2 separate regions of the Sus scrofa genome follow, and region 1 is linked to region 2. A link is a contact called in public promoter capture Hi-C data. All regions are on one chromosome and are shown on one strand. Each heading gives the region's core, a stretch centred on a gene start, on an enhancer-like site or on the middle of the called end of the contact. The rest is flanking DNA. Distances are from core to core; before and after follow the strand shown. Region 1 holds the start of GCLC (glutamate--cysteine ligase catalytic subunit). Region 2 holds the start of PSMB9 (proteasome subunit beta 9).

Region 1 (4,124 bases), core at 1,501-4,000, 2.1 Mb before region 2:
ACAAATACTCAAATCCCATAGCTGGCCTTCCCTTCAGTATCCATGGATTCAACCAACCATGGATCGGGTAGTACTGTATTTACTATTGAAAAAAATCCGAGTGTAAGTAAACCTGAGTTTTTCAAGTGTCAGCTGCATTAAATAAGATGTCAGATGCTGTAAAGAAACAAGGACTTCAGATTTCTAACATCTTCTAAATTTATTTCTCAACCCACTAACGGATCGTGACCTCCAGTTTGAAAAATAATGCTCTATAACATAAGAATGAGTCCCTGTACATGACAGTAGAGGAACAGAAGCATCAGCAAATACTCAGGTATAAGACAAACCCCTCCCCAAAGTCATACATACCTTCTCTCTGCCCAGAGATGCAGAGGTACCACAAGGGAGAGTTAAGCCTCTGCAAGCCGCTGGTCAAGGAGAGGAGAGAGAACCAACCTGGGGGAGACCAAGGTTTCACTGAAGTGCTATTACAGGAGTAGAAAGAGTGGGGGATTGTTTTTCTTAACCACCTGGGCAGTCCTCACAATCTCAATTCTTCCCTTTGTGTCAGGCTGCCTATTTCCCAGTGGACTGTCAATACATGCAAACAGGAATTTTATTCTTTTTGAAAATCCTGCACTCTACCCAGACATGACTGAAGCAGAATTTAACAGGAGTTCCCATTGTAGCTCCTAGGAAACAAACCCAAAAGTATTAATGAGGATGAGGGTTTGATCCCTGGCCTCGCTCAGTGGGTTAAGGATGCAGTGTTGCCTTGAGCTATGTATGGTGGAGGTCAAAGACGCTGCTCAGATGTGGCATTGCTGTGGTGTAGACCGGCAGCTCTGATTCGACCCCTAGCCTGGGAACTTCCATATGCCACACCTGCGGCCCTAAAAAATAAAATATACCAACAAATGAGCAGCATGTTTAAATCTAAAATAATCTAGATAGTACAGAGGATAGATAATAAAATACACCTGATACACAAATGAATATATATGATGGCAGATGCTGTAAAAAAAATTAATTAGCTTTAGACTAAAAGCAAAGAATTATCACCAAACACATACCCTAGCCCTTTTCTGTCCAATAAAGTACAGAAAATCACTTGGTGCATAAACATGAATTACCAGCCTTACTTTTCTAGCTTAAAACAGCACAATTCCTTCAACTTAAGAGGCAGAATCATTTTCCACTCACAGAAAAACTAACTTTTTGCAGGGAGAGATTCCGGACGGACACAGCAGCACCATGACACTTAGGTCAATAGTGATTACACTGACCAGAAGATAAATTATTTACACCTGAGCAAGCTCTGGGCAGCAAAAGGTAAAAACATGAAAAATACAGATGGACTTTTCGAGAAGTCATTTGATTATGTGAACTATAATACACGTGACTTTTAAAGACAGGAGGGGAAGGCATAAACGTCTTTTCGCGAGAAAAGACTAAATCTAACAGGAGGCAATGCTTTCCAGATCATTCCAATGACAATGGTTCAACACAGTGAGAATCTACGGACGTTACACTGAAACAGCACACATGTGGAAGCACGGATTCAGAAAGTTTCTATGCTAAATCTAGGCCATGAAAAGGCGCTAACAAAGCCGAATTTTGAAGCTCTAGCAGTCTGCATTTAGAATTAAAAAGGACCAGGAAGATTCCTCTCCTTTAGGAAAGCTGAGCCATAATTTGTTTCAACTTTTACCTATAAAGTGGTGGTGGTGCAAGGTGGCTGATAAGCTGGAGGTTTAACAGGTACCTGGAGGAGGTGGGGCGCAAGTGAATCCTGAAACCTGATTCTCAACAGCAACCGGCCTTCTTCATGTTAACGGCATTTTGAGACAGAACGGTGGGTCGCTAGGCGGTCGCCTAACACCCCAGCCTGAAAACTCCTCCAGGCACCCAGTATCACACTTTTCCACGCTTATACCCTCCCAGCGCCTATCCGCATTTGCTGAATGGAGAGGAACCCCGAATGAATGAATGGAAAAGAGAAGTCTGGCCAGAGACTCGGAGCAGGGGCCTGGACAGCCCTGGGCGGTGCTGGACCCTCGCGGGAGCGGCGGGGACCCTCGGGGCAGCGCAGGGCGCGAGCTGCCCGGGGCCGGGGCCGCGTCTCGCGGAACAAAGGGGCGCGGGGTGGCGGGGGTGCTCACCTCGTCGCCCCACTTGAGCACGTCCTTGTGCCGGTCCTTGACGGCGTGGTAGATGTGCAGGAACTGGAGGATCCCGTGCCGTCGCACGTGGTCGGCGTGGCGCTGGGTCTCCTCCCAGCTCAGGGGCGAGCCCTGGGACAGCAGCCCCATGGCCGCCCCCTATCCTGGTCCCCCGGGCTAGTGGCGGCCGCTCCGGGCTCCGGGCGCGCAGCCCGGGCCGGACACTCAGCTGCCCGCAGAAGGCGAGGGCGGCTTGGCCCCGCGGGGGCGCCCTCGGGCCGCAGTCGGCAGAATGAGGGTCCGGTCCGCTCCTGGGCACGGGGTCCTCGCCGCTCGGGCGACCGACCCAGACGTCCGGCGCACCGCGCGGACAGAAGCGGACGGGAGGGGAGGCTGGGTGGCCCTCTGCCCGACGGCCTGGACCCTCGCCCGCTCGAGTCCCGCCCCGCTCCTGCTCCGAGGCGGCGGCGGCGGCCCCCACAGCCGCGGTGCGCCGGCAGCTCCCGCTTCTCTTTGCCGGTGTCGTGCTCTAGCTTCTTCCTACTTATGACCAAAACCTGCGCCGCCGCGGAGCATGCCCAGTCCGCCTACCCACTAGCTCGCCGCTCCCGTGAGCGATCCGCAGCTCCGGATTTTATAGACTGCGGGCGGGGGCGGGGAAAGGAGGCGGTGCAAGAGAGGAGGCGTGGCCGATCGCCCCCAGGGGCCTAGGGAGGAGGCGGGGGAGGAGTGCATAGGCGTGGTTAGGGCGGAGTCCAAGGGGAGGGGCTCGGCGGCGAGGAGCCGGGTCAGCCTCGTTTTAAGCAAACGCGCTGTGTGAAAATCCGTTTTCTCTAATCCAAAAAGATAAACTCTGGGTTCGTGAAGAAATTTGATTATTCGAATTAATGAAGAATCCACTAGATATTTTTGTAGGTGAGGAGGGTCTCATAAAAGCGGGGCGAGAGCAGCAGGGTGTGGCAAGAAAATTTGTCTACACGTTTTCAGACATGTATGTATTAAAGTACTTGTGCAGTCTCACTATTTGGTAGCAGATGATACAGACACTATTAATTGCAACAAAAGGGGAGTTGTCAACATCTCCGGAAGGATCGTTAGATGAATCATCTCCAAAGTGTATTCCCCATCCAAACCTAAGATTTATCCATTAAGTGATTAAAATGGTGTTCATGTGAGCTTACCACAGGGGTTAGAAGATACTAGAAAGAACTGGGGTTGGCCCTAGGCTGGCGGGAAAGGGAAGGAACCAGGTATATCTCCCCCAGGTAATTTTAATTGTTCAAAAAAATGTGTGACAGAGCCATGAAATGACAGCTGGGGGGAAATTGACAGCAACTGGATCATACAGGTACTGAGGCCTGAAAGCATGTATTTATTGTGCCCACTTCCCTCATGCCACGAAGTTAACATTTAGCAAGTACTTCTTGACTGCTCTGTGGATATATGATCGAAGTTTATTCTCCCACATCCTTATTGGATGTGCCCATCTAGGAGCTTGGGGATATGGATATGCAGGATCTGTCTGTAATGGTCACAGGTGTGTGTTTGTCTGTGTGTGTGTGTGTGTGTGTGTGTGTGTGTGTGTCTGGAGTGTGGGGTGGCTGTGTATGTATGTTTGGAGTGTTGGGGGGTGTCTGGAGTGTGTGTGGGGGTGTGTCTGGAGTGTGGGTGGGGATGTAATGGTGTTTGAGGCTCAGGAGATGTTTCAATCCCCCTTTTCAACAGCCAGGATGAAAACTAAACCTCATTCTAACTTGTCCACAGCGGGATCTTCCTTGTATTCTGCCCACCACCTCACTAGACCTGTGTGGTCCTGGATTTCTCCCGTTTTTTCTGCTTGGAATTCTCCCTGTGACACGTTCTTTTCATTCTTTGAGTCCCAGTTACTCCTCTCTGTACTTTGGTTATATCTGTACATGTCTCTATTTCTACATTATGATAGAATCATTAAAAAAAAAATCTCTATACTATATACTAGTT
Region 2 (3,944 bases), core at 429-2,928:
AGCTGTGCAAGTGAATTACCTCCACATCTGCTTGCTGTGTGTACAGCTGTGCTACCGACCCCCCCCCCCCCCAGCAAGTTACCGTGATCATCTTGGGAAACAAGGTAACAAGCTCTAGTTTTTTTTTTTTTTGGCCCGGAATCATCCATCCCACACCTTTCATCAGAAGTGAGCTTTCAGTTTATTGAACAATGGAAAACACCTCAGAGGTCAGTGGTTAGCATGGCCAGTGAAAAGGAAGGAGGAAAGAGCAAGAAGCACATGAGACAAAGGTTTCATTCAAGGATTTCTGATCAAGACGCAAATAGATATCTCAGTAGACAGGGGAAGGGATTTGTACCAAGGGAGCATTTGATTGGGGAGTTTGAGCTGACTTTTCCAGGTCAAGAAAGGAAATTAAGGAGAAGAAGAAAGAATGAAGGAGAATAAAGGTACAATTTTAACTCCCGTTGAGTTGGAAAGAACCTTTAGAAGAAACTGAGTCACTGAGAAGGTGAGTGACTCGTCCAAAGCACACAACTAAAACCCAGGTCTAGTTCTCATGCTTTGTTCTGACTTCTTACTCTCCACTGCTCATCTGGCTGTGAGGGGAGATTATCTGATTTATAAATGGTTTTATGGCTCTCCTTCTCACCACTCCATAAGTTACCTTGGCCCCCAGGGATATTAGCCTGAGTGTTCATTTTGACCTACTGATTGGTCATGAATAGCCCACCAGGGAACAGGGGCAACCCCATCCTAGAGGGTGTTGCTTTACAACAAAGCTGCTCTGACGCTGAGTGGTGGCAGTAGTTTGAGAGCAGAAGCCAGCCAGTCTTGGGCTGCCATCTGCCCCCCGGGGGCCCAACCTGGGCAAAAGTCCCCCGGCAGGTGTGTGCAAGACCTTGGAAAGGGAGCATGGCAGCGCCTGGGCCAAGCAGGAGCCTTCCTGGGCCCAGCTGGAGAAGGGCACTACCAGCTCACATAGAACCCCCATGATCAGACTATGAGTTACCCAAGGGCTGGCTTATCAAACGGTTGTGTCCCTTCTCCATTAGTACCCATACTCCCATCTCTCAAGCGCTGTCCTACTTCACCCAGGGCACAATTTCCTCATCTCTGTGCATCCTCTCCAACCCCCTCCCTTGATTTAACCATCCCCCCCCTCCAGTCCAGAGTGAAAGCGAAAGCGCTTTGGAACAGCTTCCCCTTAACGCTTCCACCTAAGGGCCAATGCATCCCCTTTCTACCAGCCTCGCGTGCCCAGTCCCTTCGCGGACCCCTAGACGACCCCCTCCAGAACAGAGACGCCTGTATTCATTTCAGGGTGCAAGCAGCTGGCTGCTACAAGCTATCTCCTCACGCTTGTTAGTCTTCAAATTTACTCCTTGGCGCTTCCAGGGTCCCCTTGTCGCTCCACCCCTCTGCTGGCCCTCAAGCCCAGACTCATTACCCCAGTGTGGACTTCTCCGGCCCGGGGTAAGTCCCCAGTAGGTCCTCCAGCCCGCAGCATCCCGGTGCCACGCTCCTCGCTGCCTTGGGCACTGGTTTCCGACCTGGGACAGCACGGGGTGAGCTGCCTTACAGCCCCGCCCCTTCACCACGCCCGCCAGGGGGCGCCCGGGTCCGCTCCTTGCGGCTTCGCACCCCTGCGCCAACCTGTGTGGTGCAGGTCTGCCCGGAGACAGATGACGTAAGATCCCTACCAAAGGGCTGGGGTGAAAAAGTCCAGACCATTGGATCCCGCAAGAGGAGGCAAGGAAAGAAGGAGGGTCTGGCGTTGGTGATAGTGAAGGTGGAGCGCCAGGGCTCCTCCCCCAAACCTCAGATCTGATGCCAACGCCCTCCTCCAAAATAGTCCGGGCTGGCCGCCTTGGGGAAGTGGGCGGGTCTAGTGAGCCGGCGGCCGCTTTCGTTTTCCCTTTCCCATAAACCGCTTGCTTCCAGCTCGCTGAGGCGGTCCAGGTCGGTTCCCGGGACTTTCCGAGATCCCCGCCCCGGCCCGCCCCTGGACCCTCCCCGCTGCGGGTCCGGGCCTGCTCGGGCACCCACTCCGACAGCATCCAGAGAATCCAGCCCAGCAGGGATAGCGAGAGCCCCAGGCCGGGGGTCGACCTCGTACGGCCAATGGCCAGCTCGGGGTCCTCCGCTCCCTGCGGGTGTCTCTGCGTCTCCCGAGCTTCCCTCCCTTGGCTGGGGGCAGCGCTGCTGCTTCTCGCCGACTGGGTGCTGCTCCGGCCGGCGCTGCCCCGGATATCCTCCCTGCTGCTGCCCCCAGCGCTGCCGCTGCTCCGGGTCTGGGTGGTGGGCCTGAGCCGTTGGGCTGTGCTGTGGTTGGGGGCCCGCAGCGTCCTCAGGGCGACGGTTGGCTTCCGGGAGAAAAGCACAGGACTTCGGGGATGGCTGGCAGCTTTGGAGCCGCTGGCGGCGGCTCTGGGCTTGGCTCTGCCGGGACTTGCCTTGTTCCGAGAGTTGGGCTCGGGAGCGGCTGACAGCACGCGGCTACTGCACTGGGGGAGTCGCCTCGATGCCTTCGCCCTCAGCTATGCGGCGGCATTGCCCGCGGCCGCCCTGTGGCATAAGCTTAGCAGCCTTTGGGTGCAAGGAAGTCACAGAGGCTCTGGAGTGACAGTGAGCCGGCTTCTCGGCTGCCTGGGCTCAGAGATCCGCCACCTCTGGCTCCTTCTGACCCTGGTGGTCCTCTCCAGCCTTGGTAAGGGGGATGCGGGGGGAGGGAGAGGGAGGCTAGAGGGCTGGGTAGGAATCAAGCCTAACGGTCAGTGAGATAGACAGGTGTGAGTTCTCGGAAATGTGGATAAGAGCAAGCCCACCCCGCTCAGGTCCACTTGGTGGAGAGGAAAGAGCCCTGGACTGGGTGGGAGTCAGGAGTCCTGGACTCCAGTGCTGCTCAGGTGTTGCTTCACTGGCCACCTTGGGCGAGCTCTTTCCTCCTACCATCCTAGGCTTCTTAATTAACCCTCTAAAGGTCTGGTGAGGCCACAGGATTACGAGTTCCCCGGGGGCCCATTCCAGTGCCGAGAGTGTGCGCTGTTTCTGCAGGATAATGGGCAAGGGTGAAGGGAGGATGGGCGGGAGGTGCAGCCTGGTTAGAGCTGAGCTGCTTAGGCTGCTTAGACTTGCTCTTTCTGACCCGCCCATCTCTCCTCTCCCTCCCCAGGGGAGATGGCCATTCCGTTCTTCACAGGCCGGCTCACTGACTGGATTCTACGAGATGGGGCAGGTGCTGCCTTCACGCAGAACCTAACTCTCATGTCCATCCTCATCATAGCCAGGTCTGACTGCTGAGCTTGGAAGGCTGGGGACGGGGGACCCTGAAAAGGGCGCAGTTGGAAGTTGGGGCCGCCCTCCAAAGTGCACTTCTACGGGGTCCCTGACCGACCGGCCCTCCTTCTTTGTCTCCCTCTAGCTCGGTGCTGGAGTTCGTGTGCGACGGGATCTATAACAGCACCATGGGCCGCGTGCACAGCCACCTGCAGGGAGAGGTGTTTCGGTCTGTCCTGCGCCAAGAAACAGAGTTTTTTCAGAAGAATCAAACAGGTGTCTTATGAACCTCTTTCATTATCCGTCTGTTTTCTATTTGTATCCCCACACTTCATCTTTTACTTATAATCTTGATCTTTCTCTCACACACACACAAATGGTGTCCCTTTTTATTCTTGATGTACTTCAAGAGCAAGATATGCTCTTTACCTTTAGAAAAGCCTACTGTTGGAGTTCGCCGGTGGCTCAGCGGGTTAAGGATCTGGTGTTGCCACTGCTGTAGTTCTGTGGCTGCTGTGGCTCAGATCGCTGCTGTGACTCAGTTTGCTTCTATGGCGAGGTTCCATCTGGCCAGGGAAATTCTGCATGCTGTGGGAAGGGCAAAAAAAAAAAAAAAAAAAAAAAAAAAAAAGACAAAACCAAAAACACAATAAAACAAAAAAAAAAATGATTAACCTACTGTT

The links. Promoter capture Hi-C pulls out the DNA fragments that hold promoters and counts their contacts.
Region 1: a promoter capture Hi-C map of liver shows a contact between it and region 2, with 7 times the contacts expected there. The contact joins the promoter of GCLC here to the promoter of PSMB9 in region 2. A contact is called at or near these places in 2 of 5 promoter capture datasets (fetal liver and liver) and 2 of 47 Hi-C or Micro-C datasets (heart right ventricle and liver).

Annotation. Positions count from the first base shown.
Region 1 is chr7:27,208,194-27,212,317 of Sscrofa11.1, reverse strand. GCLC (glutamate--cysteine ligase catalytic subunit) reads right to left here and starts at 2,750. Exons shown (of 16, transcript XM_003482164.4): 1 at 2,145-2,750. The coding sequence starts at 2,294.
Region 2 is chr7:25,069,931-25,073,874 of Sscrofa11.1, reverse strand. It overlaps PSMB9 (proteasome subunit beta 9), which reads right to left and starts at 1,678. Exons shown (of 6, transcript NM_001037961.1): 1 at 1,433-1,678. The coding sequence starts at 1,492. It overlaps TAP1 (transporter 1, ATP-binding cassette, sub-family B (MDR/TAP)), which reads left to right and starts at 2,087. Exons shown (of 11, transcript NM_001044581.1): 1 at 2,087-2,692; 2 at 3,158-3,272; 3 at 3,407-3,537. The coding sequence starts at 2,107.